Linked DNA regions of Mus musculus: all the other regions are linked to region 5. Evidence: chromatin contacts called from public HiChIP or PLAC-seq and promoter capture Hi-C data. All regions are on one chromosome and are shown on one strand. Each heading gives the region's core, a stretch centred on a gene start, on an enhancer-like site or on the middle of the called end of the contact. The rest is flanking DNA. Distances are from core to core; before and after follow the strand shown.

The links. Promoter capture Hi-C pulls out the DNA fragments that hold promoters and counts their contacts. HiChIP or PLAC-seq counts read pairs in DNA pulled down with a chosen protein or histone mark.
Region 1: a promoter capture Hi-C map of pre-B cells shows a contact between it and region 5, with 6 times the contacts expected there. The contact joins the promoter of Psmg4 here to the promoter of Serpinb1a in region 5. A contact is called at or near these places in 6 of 39 promoter capture datasets (the 3T3-L1 cell line, 3T3-L1-derived adipocytes, hippocampal neurons and 2 more) and 2 of 115 datasets of contacts at active chromatin or transcription factors (large pre-B cells and stem cell-derived neural progenitor cells).
Region 2: a contact with region 5 is called in a promoter capture Hi-C map of pre-B cells, with 4 times the contacts expected there. The contact joins the promoter of Bphl here to the promoter of Serpinb1a in region 5. A contact is called at or near these places in 9 of 39 promoter capture datasets (the 3T3-L1 cell line, cranial neural crest, embryonic stem cells and 5 more), 2 of 115 datasets of contacts at active chromatin or transcription factors (forebrain and large pre-B cells) and 1 of 9 other capture datasets (macrophages).
Region 3: an H3K27ac HiChIP or PLAC-seq map of large pre-B cells shows a contact between it and region 5, with 10 times the contacts expected there. The contact joins the promoter of Nqo2 here to the promoter of Serpinb1a in region 5. A contact is called at or near these places in 11 of 39 promoter capture datasets (the 3T3-L1 cell line, the SN4741 cell line, cranial neural crest and 6 more), 2 of 15 datasets of contacts at CTCF or cohesin (large pre-B cells and pro-B cells) and 2 of 115 datasets of contacts at active chromatin or transcription factors (embryonic fibroblasts and large pre-B cells).
Region 4: a contact with region 5 is called in a promoter capture Hi-C map of pre-B cells, with 3 times the contacts expected there. The contact joins the promoter of Foxc1 here to the promoter of Serpinb1a in region 5. A contact is called at or near these places in 11 of 39 promoter capture datasets (the 3T3-L1 cell line, the C10 cell line, cranial neural crest and 6 more), 1 of 484 Hi-C or Micro-C datasets (myocytes) and 2 of 115 datasets of contacts at active chromatin or transcription factors (astrocytes and bone marrow-derived macrophages).
Region 6: a contact with region 5 is called in an H3K4me3 HiChIP or PLAC-seq map of pro-B cells, with 5 times the contacts expected there. The contact joins the promoter of Tubb2b here to the promoter of Serpinb1a in region 5. A contact is called at or near these places in 3 of 39 promoter capture datasets (the 3T3-L1 cell line, the SN4741 cell line and hippocampal neurons), 1 of 15 datasets of contacts at CTCF or cohesin (large pre-B cells) and 2 of 115 datasets of contacts at active chromatin or transcription factors (large pre-B cells and pro-B cells).
Region 7: a contact with region 5 is called in a promoter capture Hi-C map of pre-B cells, with 5 times the contacts expected there. The contact joins the promoter of Exoc2 here to the promoter of Serpinb1a in region 5. A contact is called at or near these places in 2 of 39 promoter capture datasets (liver and pre-B cells).

The regions. Positions count from the first base shown.
Region 1 is chr13:34,161,449-34,164,305 of GRCm38.p6, forward strand. It overlaps Psmg4 (proteasome (prosome, macropain) assembly chaperone 4), which reads left to right and starts at 1,516. Exons shown (of 3, transcript NM_001101430.2): 1 at 1,516-1,801. The coding sequence starts at 1,628.
Region 2 is chr13:34,036,022-34,039,140 of GRCm38.p6, forward strand. Bphl (biphenyl hydrolase-like (serine hydrolase, breast epithelial mucin-associated antigen)) reads left to right here and starts at 1,620. Exons shown (of 7, transcript NM_026512.1): 1 at 1,620-1,748. The coding sequence starts at 1,642.
Region 3 is chr13:33,963,402-33,966,191 of GRCm38.p6, forward strand. Nqo2 (N-ribosyldihydronicotinamide quinone reductase 2) reads left to right here and starts at 1,258. Exons shown (of 7, transcript NM_001163241.1): 1 at 1,258-1,399. It also overlaps a transcript of Serpinb6a not described here.
Region 4 is chr13:31,805,059-31,808,206 of GRCm38.p6, forward strand. Foxc1 (forkhead box C1) reads left to right here and starts at 1,588. Exons shown (of 1, transcript NM_008592.2): 1 at 1,588-3,148. The coding sequence starts at 2,150.
Region 5 is chr13:32,849,634-32,852,868 of GRCm38.p6, forward strand. It overlaps Serpinb1a (serine (or cysteine) peptidase inhibitor, clade B, member 1a), which reads right to left and starts at 1,552. Exons shown (of 7, transcript NM_025429.2): 1 at 1,509-1,552; 2 at 606-781. The coding sequence starts at 773.
Region 6 is chr13:34,129,049-34,131,873 of GRCm38.p6, forward strand. Tubb2b (tubulin, beta 2B class IIB) reads right to left here and starts at 1,306. Exons shown (of 4, transcript NM_023716.2): 1 at 1,129-1,306; 2 at 198-306. The coding sequence starts at 1,185. It overlaps Gm36500 (a long non-coding RNA gene), which reads left to right and starts at 1,430. Exons shown (of 3, transcript XR_873221.3): 1 at 1,430-2,825.
Region 7 is chr13:30,972,420-30,975,522 of GRCm38.p6, forward strand. It overlaps Exoc2 (exocyst complex component 2), which reads right to left and starts at 1,628. Exons shown (of 28, transcript NM_025588.2): 1 at 1,577-1,628.

The DNA.
Region 1 (2,857 bases), core at 266-2,765, 1.3 Mb after region 5:
GGTCACAGCCTGAGAAGAGTAGGCAGGAGGAGGATGGGTGTAGCAGGGTGTAGGGGTTGCACGGGTGCTGCTCTGTATTTGAATGCTAAGTGCTGGTCCCCCCAAATCTGGATGCCTCCTGATGAGATCCTCCTGTACCAAATGATGTAAAGCTTGCCCCCCAACTTATTCCTGATTGGCCAATAAAGATGCCTACAGACAAGGCTAGGCAGAACAGAGTGGGTGGAAAAATGGATTCTGGGCTTGGGGTCTGAGATAAGGATGAGGTGGAAGAGAGAGGAAGAAGGAAGGAGGTCACCATGGTGTTGGTAGATCATGGGCACATGGTCAAGAGGACCAGCCTGATGGAGTAGGAATGGCCCAGGCTGAACATGGCCAGTGACATCTCTGGGATCACCATAAGAAAATAGGTAATATAGCATAGAGGGCTGATATCTGCCTAGCTCTAGTGCTTTTAAGCTTATTATAAATCTAAATGTTTCTGTATCTTTTATCTGGTAATGATATGGTCTGAAGTGGGGTAGAAACCCCCAATAGATATTTAAAGGTAACAAGGGGGTGTAGTAACCCCCTCCCCCCAACCCCCAACAATATTAACCACAAAGGCTGGGCTTGTTGCTTTTATAGTAATACCTCAGGAGCTCTATCACAGGAATATTTCCTTTTCCTCAGTGACTTGGGTCTTCCAGACAGGGCCTATCCCCTGATCTCCCATGATATTCCATAATCTATCTCCCTTGGGGACTAAGACATCTCACAGTGGATCCTCGGAGGGTCCCAAACCATACTCAAATCACATCACATTTTAAATCTCAATTTGATCCACTAAGAGTTACAGGAAATTTAAGCAGACTCTTTGCAGTTCCTAGAGTCTCCAAGTCTACTGTAAAAAGCTTGACAAACCGGGCAAGTTTTTACGCCTCTCAACCCACCAAGGGACTCATTCCAAACACTTTAGTGTCCCAGTAATTAAAATTAAAGGGTCCCAGGGCAGATATATCACCACCCTCCACAGGGCTTCCCTCTCTCACATTCTTTCTCAAATCTTAAAGGCTCCCTACTCATATTTCCATTTTGTACTCGAGGAAAGAGAGACAGAGAAGTTAAAGGGTTAGATCAAGACCCGAGCTTTACATGATAGCAGCTCAGGGTGTGCCTGCCTGTCTCTGAAGACCCTGTCCTCCCGCCATGGTCTATGCAGTTCTTTTTTACAGCTTTCTCCCAGGATCATTGCTGTTAAATTATGTTAGCTAGGTTAGAGACTTGCAGAGGTGGGCCTGGGAGGTGGTGGCTGCTAAAGCGCTCAAATTGTGTCCGTGTCTGGGCAAAGGAAGATGCTGAGAGTGGTTTCAGTCCACTAACATGCGCTCCTGGGAAGAAGGAAAAAGGACAGAGGTAGTTCAGTGGGTTCCTAGAGATCGCTGGCAGACTCCTAGGCGAGGCTGAAGGTACCAGGCTAGAGCAGGCGGAGGCCCTGTTCTAGGCCCCGCCCACTCATGCTCGCCCCACCCCACCTCGGCGCGCGCATCTGAAAGTGAAAGAGCGTTCCGCTTTTCGGAGCTCGCTCTCTCTGGTCTGGGAGCCCGCGCCTGCCCGGTCTCGGTGCTGTGGCCCGGTGGCTGGCGGGATGGAGGAGTCTCGGGCCGCTGCGGACGCGGACGTGTCGCTTCACAACTTCAGTGCAAGGCTGTGGGAGCAGCTGGTCCACTTTCATGTCATGCGGCTGACGGATTCGCTCTTCCTGTGGGTGGGAGCAACGCCGCATCTACGCAACCTCGCAGTGGCCATGTGCAGCCGCTACGTGAGTGTGGGCGGGGCCAGGAACTTGATGGCGATCTGGGGGCGGGGCCTAGCCGTAGTTGGGGGTGGGGTTGGGGGGACCGGTGGACCTCAAGGTGAAGGATCTGGGGTAGAGGGTGGGGACCGCTAAGAAGGGTTTGGGAGGAGAGAGACCAGTGGGAGTGAGGCTGGTCGCATGCGGCCCTGAGAGACATTCTTGAGGAGCTTCAGTGTGCCCTGGGGTCCTATTCTGAACACCTCAGGCTGGAGTCTCCTAGGGCTGCTTCTTGACTTGCGGGAACCCCGGAGTCAACCCACACGTGGACCACCTTAAAGGGAACTCATCCCAGCCCCTGAGCTCTGAGCTCACCAGAACATCGGCTCTCCTTGCACCAGCTTCCTGACATGTGCGCGTGCTACGTTTTACATTTTACATTGGGTTTAGACAACTTTTGTATTGAACTTGGAGCTTAGATTTGAGTGTCTGATAGGTACTTGACCAACAAACTCAAACCTTCCCCTTCTGTGACCTTTCATCTCTGTATGGGCAACTCTACCTATTCTGAGTGCTCTCTGGCTGTCTTTGGCCTTTCTTTCTCTCACAGGTCACGTGCCCAGAGCCTCTCCATCTCCAGGATAGGGGGTTGAATCCAAAGCTTTGCATGTGCTATGCAAATGCTCCACCACTGAGTTAAACTGCCTGTCCTCATCTCTTCCTTGAACACACCACTCATATTGGATGAAGGACTTACCTTACCCTCGGATGAGCTCACTTTGTGTGGGGGGCACATGCATATATATGCACCCAAATTTAGGAACATGCATGCACGTATGCATGCATACCATACACACTACATATAAGCAAAAAGATAAAACAATAAGATAGATCAGGGATTGCCATTCCTCTGCTAAAGACCCTTTGAGATGAATTCAGAGTATGATACTGAGTTTCTAGTGATCCCCACAGGGCCTGTTGCTTCTTAGTGTTCTTCCCTGCCCAGTTATTCCAGTAGTACTGGCCTCTGAAGTTTTAGTGATATAAGGTGAGGTTAGTGTCTAGTACCTCTCAGGCTGCTCA
Region 2 (3,119 bases), core at 370-2,869, 1.2 Mb after region 5:
AAAATGTCATGTTTATATTCAGTGAAAATTCCAGTAGTGTGTCAACTCTTGTCCACATATCTGGGTGTTCCTTTAATTGCCTCTGCTGTATTTTGCTGCATCCCCAGCACTTGGGAGGCTGACACAGGAGGATCAAGCATCCAAGGCTAGCCTCACCCTAGGCTTCTCTATGGTATAAGCAGTATACAAAGATATCTAAAGGGTTGACAACCAGATTGTGGCTAAAACTGAACCACTTAATCTGATAATGTTTTATAACTGCTGACAATATTTTTAAAAAGGGCCTTAGAAGGTGAGGTAGGGGAAGAGGGGAAGAAATCAAGGTTCCCTTCATGGTTTTATCGCTTCAAAAAATGGGGTGGGGTTAAAATGGAGGACAGACTCAATGACATTTACAAATAAGTGATTATAAAGAGTTAAGAGCTAGTGTAATTGTAGTAAGAGGTATGATGTTTTCATATAGCATTAGGAAGCTAAGCCGACCTGAATACCCCTCCACAGCTCTGTGAGCCAAGCCTTTCTAACTTCTCTTCCCACTGTTTCCTCGTCTATAATCTGGGGTAAGAAGTATGGATGGAGAAGGAGCATATACTAATTAAAAATATAGTGACACACTTTAAGGCACCTGGCACAAAAATGACTAGTTTTTGGTATGAAGTATTGAAAGCTCCCTCCCCCCCCATTACTGGGACTAGTCATTGCTGGGTAATTGGATCGTGAGGACTCTGACTTAATCAATGGAGTTATCTATTAATGGATTCATAGTTTGTTGGTATTATTGGAAGATATAGGAGGTGGGGCCTGACTACAAGAAGCAGGTCACTGGGAGCATGCATGTCTTTGAACAATTTTTCCTTTGAACAGTTTCTTCCAGTTCTTTCTCTTCTCCCTCTCAGCCTGTTAAGTGCTCTTAACACTTAAGTGCCTCCGCTCCCACCATGCACTGCCTTTCCTCGGGCCCAAAGAAATGGGTCCGGATGACCTTGAGCTTAGAGCTCTGAAACCATGAACCTTTCCCCCTTTTACATTGTTCTCAAATGTTTGTCACAGTGGTGCATAAAGCTAACACAGCAAGATGTACAAATGATGAGTTCTTAAGACGTGCATAATAAATGTTGCTCTAAGTAACCTAAAGGCTTGCTACCATTATGCTTAGCATCAAGGGACCAGGGCTAGATAATGTGGGAAGTGGGACATAGTCAGGTGTAGTGATGCAGGCCAGATGTCCCAGCATGAGTCAGGAGGATCAGGAGCTCAAGATCAACATCAGCTAGAGTTCTAGGCCAGCTTGAGCTTTCCTTCCTTAACAGAGGCAGGATGGTCTGCTGTGCACTTGTCTCTCAGAGGCTCTGCTTAGATACCCTTTAGGTGAAGGCAGCACAGCAGGTGGCCCCGCCGACCCATATCCTTGGACTCCTTGGCAGTTGCAAGCAAGGAGCAGTGCCTACTGAACTGTCCACCCTGAGAGAGCTAGGACTAGAAGGACACGCTCTGTTTTTGTTTCTGGGCAGGCCTGACAAGGAGCAGAGCGAGCTCCAGCAAGGCACAGCGGGCCAGGGGCGGGACTTCGAGCTTAGCACTTGAAGGGTGGCATCCAGCCGGGCGCATGCGCGTTCCATGGAGCTTGTGCGACCTGGAGCTATGGCGACCGCAACAGTTCGCCCGGCGGCCCAGCGGTTGCGGCTGCTCCTCTCGCCCCTGAAATCCCGGATCTGCGTACCCCAGGCCGAACCCGTAGCCACCTTCGGGTAATGGCGTGCTCGGGGCAGCGAGGGCCACTGGCCGGGGAGGGATACGGACGCCTGGCGTTGTCGGCCCTTCCTTGCTCAAACCCCACGTCCAGATCCCGCAGAACTGGTGTGCGAGCACTTTGATGCCTGGGGTTAGGTTCTACGTGCTGGGTGGTGGTCCAGCCTCCTCAGTGCACAGGGAAGGAACTGGGGAGGAAGGAAGGGGTGGGGGGCTTGCTGGCCTCTTAGCCATTTGCTGGGAACAGTAATTATTCCTGCCAAATCAGAAATCTGCCTAACCTGCTTCAGTGGCAGGCAGGGCCCAAGTTTCCTGAGTCCTTTTGCTTGCTAATTTTAAACTTAAGTGTGCAAGACAATCTGCTTGGGAACCTGTGTAAATTCAAAGTCCCAGGTTCCCCTGCCAGAGAGTCGAGTGTGTGTGTGTGTGTGTGTGTGTGTGTGGTGATGGCCAGGACACCGAATCTTCACTTCTATTTCCCTCTACACTACACTCCAGCCCTTTGCTAAAATAATAACATTCATGGAGACCTGCTGTCTTGAAAATGGGTGCACGGTCTCAAGAGAATGTAAGCAGAAGATGTGGATAGAGCAGGCTGAAGTTGTGCGCATCCCTCCATGTTATACACATGCAGACATAGGCAGTGGTCGTGTGCAGTTTACTATCGGTGGGCCATTGACAGTAGTAACGAGCATTTGGAACTTTATTAGACCTGATGTGGAAACCAATCGTTTGAGCATATAATCTGGAAGTAGAAAGAACGGAAAAGCGACCCATTTTTTTGTTTGTTTGTTTGTTTGTTTTTAAACATTAGTAGCATGATTGTGTAGCTCTCTTAGTCTATATCCAATTCAGATTTCTTCTCTCATATGACTTTAACAACTTTTTAAATATACACGTTGGAAAACATATCAGTGACTCTGGTTGTATAAATTGCTAGTGAAGAGGCATGTTATCCCGTTTCCTGATTGCAAAAAGGGCTTGAACGAGGCTACTAAGGTTGTGTTAATGTCATGCTCATCGGCAACTTAATGGCTGTTGAGAGTCTCATTCACTTAGCTGCACTGGAGACCACTCTTCCTAAAAGATCTCTGCTAAGGTTTCCCTTAGTCTCACCCTGCATTGTTTTAGAAATACAAACGGCCTGTAACCTGAGAAACAGCTCCAGGTGGTTAATCCTGAAGCCAGGCTGCAGCCTCAGCCGCAACAGTCCCATGAAAACCTCTTCACAGCCAGTGTCCAGCCCGCAGGTAGCTGAGTTATGCACCACAGAGTTTCTTGTAAATCTGATACTTGGAACTTTGACCCTTTCCTTACTTCATGATCTCTGTGATCTGTTGAAAAGTCATTTTTTCTGTGGGGAGTTGTAT
Region 3 (2,790 bases), core at 8-2,507, 1.1 Mb after region 5:
ACTTACACCTGCATCTCTATTAGAAAATGTAGACCATCTCCAGGCCAAGGCTCACTGGCAGCCCTGACCCTGCCGGGGAATGCAGTAATCCACTTCTTAATATAAGGAAAATGGTAGCAGAGAGATCAGCCATACCACCATTCCTTGAATTGGTAAGATGTCACTGTGGATAGAAAGCCAGAAAACCAACAACACACACACACACACACAATTTTTCACCTAAAGTTCTACCAGCTCCTTTGCCCAGCTTCTGCAACTACTTGGTCTTGCAACATTTTTTTAAAAATTTTTTTTATTAGGTATTTTCCTCGTTTACATTTTCAATGCTATCCCAAAGGTCCCCCATATCCAGCCCCCCAATCCCCTACCCACCCACCCCCCCTTTTTGGCCCTGGCATTCCCCTGTACTGGGGCATATAAAGTTTGTGTGTCCAATGGGCCTCTCTTTCCAGTGATGGCCGACTAGGCCGTCTTTTGATACATATGCAGCTAGAGTCAAGAGCTCCGGGGTACTGGTTAGTTCATATTGTTGTTCCACCTATAGGTTTGCAGATCCCTTTAGCTCCTTGGGTACTTTCTCTAGCTCCTCCATTGGGAGCCCTGTGATCCATCCATTAGCTGACTGTGAGCATCCACTTCTGTGTTTGCTAGGCCCCGCAACATTTTTTAATTAACTATTGTATTTTTACCTATATATCAGTTTCACTGTTTTCTCCATTGACGACATCTGGCAAGAGTGGCTTACCGTGACGTGGACACTGATAGGATAGGCAAAGAATGCATCCTTCAACACAAAGATTGTTCTTTAACTCCTAAATCTTTGCAACCACTACTCTGATTCCCTATTCCTGTAATTTACTCTTTCAAGAAACAGAATCATTAAATACATATTCTTTGGTGATTGGACGCTCTTACTCTGGGAAATTCCCTGAAGACTGGAGCAGGATGTATTCACAACTCATTTCTTTTTTTTTTTTTTTTTTTTTTTTTTTTGATTGCCTAGTAGTACAGTGTTTTTGTGCTGATTTGCCTGGATATATTAGTGCTTGTAGAGGATGAGGTACAAAGCAGGAAGGCACCACTTCCCATCTCCCAGCACAGGCTTTCTGCCAGATGCCGGAAGCAAGGAGAGAAACTGGTTTTGCCCACAACTACTGGAGCCCAGCGTGGGGCAGGAACAGGTCAAGGAGACAGTAGGGGAGGGAAGATTGAAGTCCACTGATTGGGAGTTGTGGGGCGGGTTGTTGCCAAGAAGCCGCTAGAGGTCAGTGTGAGGGCGGGGCCGGGTGGGGAAAACGGCCCTGGGCGCAGCGGCAAAGCGTGCAGGCAAGCTCTAGGCATTCTGGCCCTAGACACTGGCTGTGTCACATTGTGCGTGTGTTCCCTCCAGGAGGCAGAGGTAAGAGTCTGTTCACTGCTTCCCTGGGGCATGCGCGTCCTTTCTGCAAGCAACTTTGGGGACTGGGGGAAATGCAGGACTAAAGAGGTCCCTTCCGGTTTTCAGCTTGCATATTAAACTGTAGACCGGTGTTCCCAGGGTGCCTCGCTCCTCAAGCCTTTAAGTATTTGCAGGCGCGTCCACACTGGGTCCAGGTCCTGCTTAACGTGAATGGTTGCGTTTCGCCAGCCCACTCTTGTATAGTGAGCAGTTGTGAGTCTCTGCATATTTTTTTAGCAAAGGGTAAAAATCGAAGTGAGCCAGAGCGAAGTTTGTGCAGGGTGTCTTCCCTTAGCCTGGCAACTGCGGTTTACTCTGCCTTAAAGAACACTGGCTCAAAGGAAGTATCAGCTTCTGTAACCTTAATGTGAAACTATCGGTTTCAGTAACCTGTAATTTCTGGAAATATAAGTAAGGAAGAGACAGAAGACTGAAACTTTGTGACTCGCAGAAGCCTCTAAGGGAGCATGGAGGGTGGGGGAGAGGAGCGCGATTGAGCAAGAGCACTCTAGAAAAAGATAAACTAAGTGAACACAGAAAGCAGGCAGGCAATGCTGTCACTACAGGATAACATGTCAGCTGTTAGAATGACCACCATAGAGCCTGCCTGTGTAGAAAATGATACAGTAAAACTATCAAAATAACTGCTGGATGTTGAGACATAATTATGCTTATCTCTAAATATCGTGAAGTTCTTTTCATGTGGCTTGTAGGTTAACAACCACACCTCCCCCACAAACAACACAACAGCAAAAACAAAACAAGAAAAAACAAACAACAAAACCTTGGTTAACTTACAGTTTCCACCTAAGGCGAGTAACTGAGAGTGAAAAGCCTGTATCAGGAGATTGTATCTATGTTCGAATTTCTTACTCTTCCGAGAGTTAAGTAAGAGGAAATTTCAACCCCATGCACCCAGCCAGCCACACCCAATTGTAATACAAATTTGTAAACTGAGCTGAGTAGCACAGATGAGGCGGTGAGGCTAGGGGTAGAGTGTAGAGTGTGCCTAGCAGCACTGCAAAGTCCGGACTAAGGCAGCTGTGTGCCTACTTGAGGGAAATCTCGGGATGTGTTTTGCTCATCTACAGTAGTCCTGGGAACCTTTGAAAATGTGTATTAACCTTAGAGCTATCTGCCTAAGATCTTCTGTTATTCTTGGCATAAAATCTTTACTCTGACCTATTTATCATCCCCCCACTCAGGTCCCTGGCTGCATCACCAGCCACTCACTTCAAACCAGAGCCCAGCTAAATAACCTTTCTTGCTGTTTCTTGAACTCTCCAGGTCAGTTCCCACCGGGTGTCTACGTAATGTTTAGTGACTGAGATATGGTAAAGTCACCTGATTAG
Region 4 (3,148 bases), core at 338-2,837, 1.0 Mb before region 5:
TGTGTTTGTGTGTGAATTCTAGAAACATGAGTCTTCTTTCCTTGATATAAATGCCCATTTTGAAATTACACACATGTATGTATTATGTATGTATGTGCGTATAAGCATATGTTCAAGCAAAACAGAGCTGTGCCTACTGCATAAATAAGCATCTTTATCTACTAAGGGAGAGGTGGTGGTGATGGTGTGTGTGTGTTAGTGAGGGAAAGAAGGTTCAAGTCGGTAAACCTTTTGACTCCCAGCAAGTCCTAGCGTTAAAGATTACCAGAAATCGGAGGAACCGAGGTGAAAAATATTCACAAACACTTTTTCACAGTGTTTCTCTCAAACCCATCTTCTAGCAAACGACCTGGTGCCCACTCTGTCAGATTTTTTTTTTCTGGACCAGTTGCTGAAATACAGGGTTGTTTTTCAGTCAGAGGGAGGCCTATCCTCTCAGATCCTCCAATACCGCCCCCCCACCCCCATCTCTACCCATCCTGTTCTAGTCACCCAGAGGCTGCAGCCTTGAGGTTTAATCACGGAATATCTAGGATCATTCGGGGCTTATCTCTTCAAAATCTTTAAGCCGCCTTGTAGGTGCAATTCTGAACACTTCCTCCAACTCAGACTCTGTGAGACAGCTGCCCTGGAATGGGTAGAGGCTGAGAGTGGCTGGGGGAAGCCTTAAGTTCTTGGGGATATTTACCTGACTCTGCTTCACCACAACTACTAATGTCACCGAGCTCTTTTGAACTTAACTGCCCCTACGAGCCAAAATGTACTGGTCAGGACAGAGGGGCAACGCATGGTTTGTCGAGGAAACTTCTGGAGTCCTCTTAGCCCGAACTCTCTAGCTCTTTTAAGCCCTGGAACGCCTGTGAACCCCGTGCTCCTCAATGTGGCCTACACATTCCATCAGCTTAACACACGTTTGAAGTTCCAAGTTTCTATCCCCTCCGCTTACTGCTAGCAGGGAGTGGGGCGAGGCACCGAAATACCATCTTCTTCCTCACTGGAACCCCGGCGGCTGTAACAGCCTTGGTAACCTAAAGTCGGACTGGAGAACCTGCCTGTGGAGAGCAAATGTGATGTTGGTGTGACCGGTGATAGCAGGGAGAGGGATATTCGGAAAGGAGAGGACAAGGGATGGGCGGAGGGCTGGAAAGGACGGAGAAACTCCCGGCGCTGGAGACAGCACGGTAGAGTAAGGACTGAGGCAGATCCTGTGTGACTCGAGGGCTCCGTGGAGGCCTGGGAACAGTGGACGCAGGAAGGGTCTCCGGGCCGGTGAGGACTCCGAAAGTCCGCAGACCGGGAGAACCGCAGAGTCTGGGAGTGAGTGGGTGGGTGCGGTGGGAGGACCGAGCGCGGGCTGCGGGCAGGGGCGCGGGCGCCGGGCCCGGGCAGCCGGCGCGCGTGTGGTCAGCCCCGCGGTCCTCCAGCCGCCAGGAGCGGGCCGGCAGAGCTCGGCCGCTGGCTCATTCACAGGCGTCTCTCGCCTCCCATTGGCTGCCGCCTCCGTAGTGGGGCGGGGCTCCCCTGCCCGGAAAAAAATGTAACTGCGTAAAAAAGTCCTCGCCTGGGTGACGGATGCTCAAAAGTTCAGAAGTTTTCCCAATGCTTCCTTAAGCGGCCGGCGCAAGAGACTGAGAAAAGGTGACGCGGGGGCCCGGGAAGGCGGCCGGCGCGCTGCCCCCGCCCCTGGTTATTTGGCCGCCTTAGCCAGCAGCCCCGAGCAGTGTCTCCTGGAAGGCGCAGGCAGTGGCGAGCAGGGCGCCTTATTTTTTTTATTTGTTTTTGTTTTTTTTTTTTTTTAATTTTTTTTTAACTTTTGTCTCTTTTTTTGCCCCGACTGCGCCTGGAAGTTGATCCGAACGTTCCTCCGAGGCGGCTTGCAGCGTCCTGGTCTGGCCCTCTCCGGGTGCAGCGACCCTCCCTCGCCGCCCGCGCGGGAACTGAGTGGGCTGCGAGGCGCCAGGCGAGCGCAGGGAGAGGCCGAGCGGCCCAGGGCGCAAGGAGGCGGCCGCGGCCGGGACAGACGCAGCGCGGAGGGGCCCGCGGTAGCTCGGCGCGGCCCGGACTCGGACTCGGCGGCCGGTGCGGCGCGGCCCGGCCCGAGCGAGGGTGGGGGGCGGCGGGCTGCGCCTGGCGGCGGCGAGCCGGGGCCATGCAGGCGCGCTACTCGGTGTCCAGCCCCAACTCCCTGGGAGTGGTGCCCTACCTCGGCGGCGAGCAGAGCTACTATCGCGCTGCCGCGGCGGCGGCCGGGGGCGGCTACACCGCCATGCCGGCCCCTATGAGCGTGTACTCGCACCCTGCTCACGCCGAGCAGTACCCGGGCAGCATGGCGCGCGCCTACGGGCCTTATACGCCGCAGCCGCAGCCCAAGGACATGGTGAAGCCGCCCTACAGCTACATCGCTCTTATCACCATGGCCATCCAGAATGCCCCGGACAAGAAGATCACTCTGAATGGCATCTACCAGTTCATCATGGACCGCTTCCCCTTCTATCGGGACAATAAGCAGGGCTGGCAGAACAGCATACGGCACAACCTCTCGCTCAACGAGTGCTTCGTCAAGGTGCCCCGCGACGACAAGAAGCCAGGCAAGGGCAGCTACTGGACGCTCGACCCGGACTCCTACAACATGTTCGAGAACGGCAGCTTCCTGCGGCGGCGGCGGCGCTTCAAGAAGAAGGACGCAGTGAAGGACAAGGAGGAGAAGGGCCGGCTGCACCTCCAAGAACCGCCACCGCCGCAGGCCGGCCGCCAGCCCGCGCCCGCGCCCCCGGAGCAGGCCGAGGGCTCCGCTCCCGGGCCACAGCCGCCGCCCGTGCGCATCCAGGACATCAAGACGGAGAACGGTACGTGTCCCTCGCCTCCCCAGCCCCTGTCCCCGGCTGCCGCCCTAGGCAGCGGCAGCGCCGCCACAGTGCCCAAAATCGAGAGCCCCGACAGCAGCAGCAGCAGCTTGTCGAGCGGGAGCAGCCCCCCGGGCAGCCTGCCGTCGGCGCGGCCGCTCAGCCTGGACGCTGCAGAACCCGCGCCGCCGCCACAGCCTGCGCCGCCGCCGCATCACAGCCAGGGCTTCAGCGTGGACAACATCATGACGTCGCTGCGGGGGTCGCCGCAGGGTTCGGCCGCTGAGCTCGGTTCCGGCCTCCTG
Region 5 (3,235 bases), core at 302-2,801:
AAGGAAGACTAGGCAGCTGTGGGGAGAGATGCAAAGGTGACCTGCTGTCTCCCAGGGGTGGACTGAGAGGAGGTAGGACCTGTCCAACAGGCCACAGGGACTTTACAATCCCTCCTCCTGCAGAGCCACAGCCAGTGAAATCAGGCTGGAGAGAGGCACAGGGCTAACCCTGGGAACATAGACAGGTGGCTGTCTTTACCTTTTGTCCCCATAAAAAAACCACCACCACCAAGCTCTCTTCCTGTAGCATGTTCTTATATTTGTCATGCCTGAAGGTGACCCTATTACTGGCATGATTTATGAGTAGTGGTTATCAGTGCAAAAGGAAAACAGGAAACAGCTAGCTCTGGGGAGGTGCAGGGCTAGCTTACCTGAAAGCCTGTGATTCACTCTTGTGAATGGGAGAACCAAACCCACAGGTAGTGTCATTGTCTTTCTTCACTTTGTGTCCCCAACTGAACAGAGACTCTGCCCTAATCTCACTTAAAGTTGGTAGTGAATGAAGAACTGACTGTTTTGGGGGTGTGGCTCTCTGAAAGTCTGACTGTACCATCTAACAAGCATGGAGATGGCAGGGAGAGCTGGCCAGTTTGGCTTTTGCTAACCTTAGAAAGCTGAGCTGCAGTGCTGCCTTTGGCCCCCAGAATGACCATGGCCAAGGCAGAAGAAATGCTGAAGGGAGAGAAGAAGATGTTTCCTGTGGGGCTGCTTTCATTCAGGGTTTGGAACAGCTCCAAGGCGAAGAGGGTGTTGGCTGAACTCAGCTGCTCCATGGTGAAGTCTGCAAAAGAGGGGAGATCAGCACTGCCAGCTACAACACCAGCAACACTACCTACCTCAGCTCTGACATCCACCCCTAGGACCCTACAGTTTGGAATTCCTACCTCATCCTGTTTTTCCTAAGAGGGCAAGCATACTACTTCAGTTCTCCATGCCTGAGATCAAGGCTGAAGTCTCAGCTGGAGTGAAATATGCGAATTTGAGAATGCCACTCAAATAAGTAAGATGTGGGTGACAGGGAAGAGGAACACTCCTCTGTGTCCCTTTTGCAAACAAGCTGATTCCTGCAGTGGGTAAGCAAGCCCTGCTTGAGGCTCATCTGCTAATCCAGCTGGGTCCCAAACTCAGAGCTCCAGTTTGTCCAAGTACAGGCTAATCACAAATGTGTGTCCCTGGCTGTTTAGCTACCCGGGCCACATGGAGTTCTCATTGTTGAGGATCTAGGATCTCACCAGCTTCCTTCCCTCCCAGCCTCCCTGCAGCCAGGATTGACCGTATGAAGCTCAGGGCACTGTCTCCCAGATCAAGGTTCAAAAAGAAAGCCGAGGGAAAGAAAAACTAGGATCACCTTCCTCCCTCGGGCCCGCGGCCTGGAGTAGGGTGCAGTTGGGGATCCACAGAGCATTTTCTGGTTACATCTTGGGTGAGGGTGAGGTACCAGGAACGTGCTGGTTCCTGGAAGAGGTGCCAGCTTCCTCCCTCCTTGCTATGACCCCTGAGAATCTTACCTCTTGCTTAGCAGGTCTGGCTCCACTTACAGCTAGGATGAAGTGCTCAGAGCCAGCTGTTGCCTTTATAGCATGCAGAAGGGGCGTGTCTTCCTGGCAAGCCCAAGCTGGGTGGAGGCGCCTTTTCTTGGCTGAGTGTTTAAAACCCGACCTTGGAGGGCTGTCAAAATAAAAGCAGAAGATTGTGGCCACTCTCAAGGGGACTTTACTTTCCTCAGTTGCAGGCCTTTTTATTATTATTATTATTATTATTATTATTATTATTATTATTATTATTTCTTTAAGCAGAGATCTGGTAAGTTATTTCTTCCTCAGCTGCAAATGGCCAAGAGAATAAATAAATGTCCTTTCTTCCAGGTCAAAAGATACCTTCTTGAATTCCACTGAAACGCTGTAAAATCAAAAGGAATCCTTTCTGTGCGGTATGTAGGTAGGGATGGAGAAATATCTTTGGGGTCCTTTGGATAAGGTCCCAGATTGCCAGTTACAAGCAATAGGTGATCCTTGTCTTCTCTGCCTTTCAGGTGCCAAGGCTAGCTCAGGGACCACACCAGGCTGGAGAAGCCCTCAACCCACAATTCCCCACTATTAGACTAAAAGTTTGGACAAATCCCCTCACTATGCAACTTAAATTAGAATTGACTAGCCCAGGCCATTGTTAACTTGATGGGCTCAGCTTTATTCTCCTTGAAGTGTTTGGAACTGTAAATTCACAGAACTTTTAGTGCTTCTTGTCTTTCTTCAGAGGACAAAGGAAGAATCCTACTGTAGGTGAGGGTCACAACACATGGATTAGTGTTTGTTAGACTCGGGAACTAAAAGAGGAGAAAGGAAGATGGGGAGGTGGGTCAGCACGTCTCTTGAGCACTCCCGTGTTGGATATAATGCCTATTGTGAGGTATCAGAAGATAGAAACTTCGTGTGTGGTGTTTGGGAGGTGAGGACTTTGAGAAGTGATTAAGATTACACAGGGTTCTCAGGGTGGGGACGCCTGACTGAATTCCAGAATATCATCTTCATGACCACTAGGTGGCGAGCACGCCCCAGCTCTTAAGGACTATGACTCCAAGCTTTAATAAGAGAAGGAGAGATGAGAAGATCAGAAGAGATAGATCTGCGCTCCTTTTTTCCCCCCTATGATACCTTGATGCCTTACACTTTCTGGGACCTTGTCTAGATGAAGGCTAGTTCAGATGCTGAGTCTTGAACATGGAGAATTCATAATTATCAAGCCACAAATGTTTTACTATAACAACATAAATGGACATAGTCCTTTTCACATACAAAATATATTCATCCATGTAGCTCAACGTTATTCTAGTATTACCAGAATCAGAAATGAAATTCAAAATATCCCCAGTGAGCCCGTGGAGTCAAATAAGTTAGTTTCTTCTGAAATAAAATGGGACCAGCTTAGAACAGAATTTCCTTTTTAAAAAAATCAGTGACAAGGAAAAAGTGGTAGGTCCTACAGACTTTCAAAGTCCAGCATTACAAGCACTGGGACAACTTGAGGCTTGAATACCACCATTACACCTCCCTGTTTCTACAGTCAGACAGGGCAGGGTCATGGATGTCCAAGGCTCTGGTGGACTTCAACCCCATAACCACCAGATGTCGATGACGCAGCAGCCCTCATGGGCTGAGTCCAGTGCTTGTGGCTTTCCCAGGCTGCTGAAGTCTGTAATAATGCTCTGCTGATCAGGAATCTTGGAAAAGAACCCCTC
Region 6 (2,825 bases), core at 56-2,555, 1.3 Mb after region 5:
ACCTCCTTCCTGTTTGGTGGTACCCCCAAACAAAGAAAGGTCTATTATGACCAAGCTTTCAAAGGGTTTGGTTGGCACAGAAGAGGCTACCCCACCCCAAAAATGGTCATCCTAAAATAAGCCACCTTCTCCTGGGTTCAAATAAGAGCAGAGCTTAGGGATGCCAGAATTGAAGATGGGGTGTTAAAAGTAATTACCAGTTGCTTCATTGTAGTATACATTGATTCTTTCCAGTTGCAAATCACTGTCTCCATGGTAACTTCCAGTGGGGTCTATACCATGCTCATCACTGATGACCTCCCAAAACTGTGACATAAAAAGACTGTATTTAGCTATGCACAACCCTACCCCCAATCTCAATGAGCAGCCCCCCCATCACCCACAGTTTTGACAACAGGACGTTGCCGAAGCTTTAATGAGTGGCATGACCCAGGCACAGCCTTAGGGCTTGCATTGTAGAGGATCAGAAAGTTGAAACTGGGCGGTTTCCCATGAGAACAGCTGCTCTCAGCAGGAGGTAGGGTGTGTGTGTGTGTGTGTGTGTGTGTGTGTGTGTGTGTGTGTGTGTGTGTGTGTGTGTGAAAAAACAGCCCAAGCTGGGTTGGCAAGTCACAGCCACCACTGGCAGCTGGAGACAAACGCGCTGGGACTATAGGCAAGGAGAAAAGGGGGCCGGCGGGGAGAGTGAAGCGAGGAAGCTGTAGGGTGATGTTTTAAATTCAAAGCACGTTCAGTGACCGTCTGGCAATCGTTCTTCCTCCCCTCCCCCGCAGCTCGCCTGGTGATCAAGCGAGTAAAATCAATTCTCCTGTGTCGCGGCCCCTCCCTAAGACCGGCATGCACAGCCTAGCAGACACACCCACGTCTTCTTTAGGCACTCGTGGCTATTAGGGAGGAAAGAAAATGGGGCAGCTCAAATTCCGAATAGTTCCAGGAAAAATGAATGAGACCCCTTTGCTTTAAAGTCTCCTCTGAGACCACGCCCATCCGACTGCACAAAACCGCAAGTCAGGTCCGCCGTTGGTGAGTCCTGGTATTTACCTAGAGCCGCGCCTCATTTTGGACCCCACCTATCCCGAGGGGAGCTCCGTTAGGGTCCCTCCCTCACCCCCTAAGCAGTGAACCCACCTTGGCACCGATCTGGTTGCCGCACTGGCCCGCCTGAATGTGCACGATCTCTCGCATGGTGCCTGGTTAGCTTCTTGCTGTCTTGGGTCTGTGTCAGTGGGTCTGATGATCCTCCCCTTCCACACCCACTGCTGGGCCACCTGGAACTTACTCCGGAACCGACGGGCTACGGGCTGAGGGCGAGGGCCGGGTGGGTTCGGTCTTTTATGTAGGGAGGGTGGGGCGAACCAAAAAGACCGCGCCCCCCAGCCAAAGCCCCCAGTCCCGTTCTCGCTAGCGCTCTCCAGGCCGGGTTGACGTAATGCTCTGAGCCCCAGGGACGGTCTTGGGGGCTGGACTATGGGCTTGTGGCCAATCAGCGCGGGCGTGAAGACCTTGCGAGGAGTGGGGCTTCTTGGGAGAAGCTGGGGCCTGAGCATTGTCTCGGACTTGAGAAGGGCAAGCTGAGTGTGGGGAACTGGGAACTGGGAGCGTGAAGACTGCGGTAGTGTGGCGGGGCGGGGTGATTTAGTACCATAGGCTGGGGATGGAGAAGGGGCTGCTAATGGGTGGGTGCAGCAGGTGCAGTCCGGTGTTGCGAGTGAGCACTGGTAGGGAGCTTTAGGGTCATTTGCGTTACTTGAGCAATTCCTCTTCTTACTCTGAGCAGGCTTCGCCAAGCCAAAGCACTTGGCGAGAGTAGTGCCTCATTCTTCATCCCTGGAGGTCAATGTCTGTCCAGGCGCACACGCCCATTACATACAACTTTAGGAAAAGACTAGTGATCCTACGAAAGCGAGTGTAATTGGAAAAAAGAAAAATCCAAAAGATCATAACTTTGGACACTTTGGAGCATCTTAGACTTGCCTTTGTCTTTATTGACTATGCTTGTTCCTCTGCTATAGTAGCAGCATTTAGTGGTAGAAGGACCTCTGAGCCTAGCCCTGCCTCGCACACTCCAAGAATACTGTGCTCGCTGCCTGATACCAAAGACTCCTTTCACCCTGTGATTGGCTTTTGTTCCTCCTGAGTGATGGGGTGGGTGTGGCAGGCCGCAGTGTGTGAACTGTGTTGCCGGCAGAGTGAGGGTGGAGTCCTGGGGGCGGGTCTGTCAGGGAAACAAAGGAGTTCACAAAAGCGTGGGATGTATTCCACAACTGAGTGTTTAAAAGCCAGTCAGGCGCTGTCCTTCCAGTATTTAGTTCATCCGTTGTTAGAAAAGAAGGTTCTGAGAACCTTCGACGCCTAGAGCATTCTTACCTTCATTTGCAGTGACTAAGAGGTCCCAGCCTTGGTGCTGCGGATGGAGAGGAGGGGGACACGCCTAAAAACTGCAGCGCGGTGAGCTAGCCAGAGACCACCGCAGACTCAGGCGCACTCACATCAGCGCGTGCGCAGACGCGATGCATCAGCTCTCCCTTCAAACCCGCATTTTCTAGGTATTCGAGGAAGAAACTGATCCCTTTGTGAGCGTATGTGAAATAAACCTGTGTGCTCTGAGGGAGAGAAGAAGAAGGGTGTCAGAGTATGTTCCCTGCTATCCCAGGTTGAAGGTCACTGCTTCCCTACGCGGGGCTAGTGGTTTAGGAGGTGATGTGACCCCTTTTATTCTCTAAGGAGTGAGGCCCAAGTGACTCAGGGTCACACTATAGGGTAGAGCTCGCAGCTGTTGAGCGAGGGAGGACCTGCTAGAACCATCTGAAGCTGTCATCGCCTCT
Region 7 (3,103 bases), core at 378-2,877, 1.9 Mb before region 5:
TCTATAAACTGGAGTGAGACCTTCTTCCCTTAAACTGCTTAGCAGGTACTTGGTTACAACACTGAAAAAACTAACACACTACATATATACATACATACATACAAACAAATATATACATATATACACACATACATATATGTGTGTATACATATATGTGTGTATTCATATATGTATATATGTATGTGTATATATGTATATATTATGCATATGTATATACGTATATACACACACACAAACAAAATGTTCTGTTCTTAAAGGAGAAAAATGGTTTTATTACAGAAAACAAAGACTATTCACATTTCCCTACTGGCATTCTTCAGCATGTAATCACCAAGTGATTGGGTCTTTAAATCGTGTTGTGTCCGAATTTTAATCTGAAAAACTGGTTTTTACGTTGCTGATTTGAAGTTCTAAAAGATCACCAATGGATTCGGCTTGGGAGTAAGGACAAATTTGCAACAATCTCCAAAATGTTTCTAACTGTCCTTCTACCACTGTGTACTATGTATTTGTATGTAGAACTGCTCTTCCTACCGATGATTAGAAAATTAAAATAATCAATCAGCTCTGGAAAGCCCTGAAGATGCTCAGTGTCCCGTAGTTACAAATATTAAACCAAGACTTAACTATGTATGTGAAAAGAACCGAGTTATCCAACTCTATGCTTTCATCTTTAATAAATGGTAAGTTTGATGTATACAAAAATTGTCCTAAAATAAAAAGCTTTGTGATTTACAGATAGTGAATACATAGATTGTCTACCTATTTTATAAACTTACATATAAAACCATGGAAATTCTTTATAAATTTTTGGTGGCAAAAGTTGAAGAAGCCCCATACTAGAATACAGCCTTTACAAATGTTTTGAATGTAATCTTCAAGGTATCACCTTTTGGAAGGTAATAGTTCAAAATGTCTGGTACAGTAAATTAAATAATTGAAAAAGAAAAAAAAAGGACTACTTTCTAATAACTCCAAAAATTGTTTCCAACAAACAGAGGTTCCCCTGCTTAAAAATACTGTCTACTGTGTCAAACAAAAGAGAACATGTAAGAGGCAAGCACACATCAGCGTCTTTCTGTCACCTTTCGAATCACAAATTGTTCACACTTAGATCATTCTTGTTTTGACTTTCAGTTCCTTGCCATTGGGGGAATCTGTTACCAAGCCTGGGCCATCACAAGCTAAGCTTTATAAACAAAGTTAGTAGAGAGATAACCAGTTGCCATTAGTGTTTTTAGTGTAAGGCATTCAAATGGCCGAATGGAGGTGTGGCTGAACCCGCACTTGCTGCTCCCAGAGTAGTAAAGGAAACCATTCAAGCTTCCCGTCCACGTTAGCGCGGGGGACTTAAACAGATTCCAAGCAGACCCTGCACACCAGCCGCTCCTCCGGGTCCAGCCCGGCGGCCTGCGCGGAGGCGGGTGGGGAAGGCTCGGCCCGCGGCTCCCACACTCAGCCCCGCGCCCCGGGTCCCTCACCGCGCCTCCCCAGGTCGCCCAGCCCCGACGGTCCCGTGCCACCGCGGAATTCCACTCCGGACCCGGGGCGTCCTCACCCAGGACGCGACACTCACCTGCAGCTTGCAGGCGGTGTCAGGTCCCAGCCAACCGGTTCCAGGCCGCCGCAGCCAGCACTAGGGCCGCACTTCCGCACGCCGCGAGCGCCGAGCGCGTCGATCCGCCGCCTAGCCGAGCACCGAGTGCTGGATGGACCGCCTCTTCCCAGAGGGGAAGGAATAGAAGGAGGACCAGACTATGGAGAAGGGAAGTTAGAGGATATCGACGGCATGGAAGTGGACAGAGAGGGAAGAAAGGGAAAGTGGGGAGGGAGGAGGAGAGAAGGGTGGAGAGGTGGAAAGGAGAAGAGGAATTGATGGGAAAGGGAGAAAAGAAGGAGGGAAGCAGAAAGGAGGAGAGGGAGAAAGTGGAAGGGTGGAATTCGGGGAGGAAAAAGAGGGGAGGGGTAAAGAGGATACAGTCGGTTAGAGTCACAGTAGATGTTGCCCAAGAGTCCACAGCGGTCAGGGATCAGCACCAGGTCAAGAGGCAAACCTCAGTCAAAGGACTGCATCTAGCCAGGAGTGCCCGCCTTATTAAGATTTCTCACAGGTCAGAGCTTTGGGGTCCCAAGGGTCTGAGTGGCAAATTGATTTGCAAACTCACAAGACCCCCATATTATAGAAACGACTGCTATCTACAGCCCATAAGCCCTAAGGTTTGAAGGTACCCTCCTGTGGACTCTGGAGATGGCCAGCTGAACTGAAGCAGACATATCCCTGTGGCTTCCTCTGTAGCAGGAACGAAGGACAGTGATCTTCAGCAGAGGATAATGGCAGAAGCATAGGGTCTACCTGTGGTTGTGTTGCCATGACTGTGGAGAGAAGTAGCTACGGGGTGCCCATTATCTAAGACCAATAACAGCCTAACCTTTCTAATGCTGAGACCCTTTAATACAGTTCCCCATATCGTGGTGACCCCCAACCATAAAATTATTATGTTGCTACTTCATAGCTGTAATTTTACTACTGTTATGAAGGCAATGTAAATATCTGTTTTCCGATGGTCTTAAACAACCCCTGCGTGAAGATCATTCCCCCAGGGGGGTTAAGAGCCACTGGCCTAAGCTATTTTTTTTTCAGATATCTTTCTGTGAAGCATACCTTATGCTTCATTCAGTACATACACTGAAGAGGGTGTCGTACAGGCACTATGAATTAAGAGATATTGTATGGCTTCATTTTTCTCTCCTATTTGTGAGAAGATACGTCAAAGTGTTTCCAGACCATCCATTTTGAAGATCAAGGGAACACTCTTTATTCGTGAGCAAGAGACTTGGCAGCAGAGGTCCTAAGGAAATACTGTAAGAAATCTCTGGCAGTCACGGAGCCTTTCACTGTGAAACAAAACCCTTCAGGTCTCAGTGACATGCCATTTGTCAGGTAAGGCTGCCTATCATCAAAGCCAGAATGGTGGCTCTGGAAAACTCACAGAGTTTTCCCTGGATCAAAAAAAAATAATAATAATAAATATACTATGCTAGTGAAACAGAAACACTCAGAAGAGGAAAGAGACTCTTTTGTTAACATAAAGAACACTGGTAC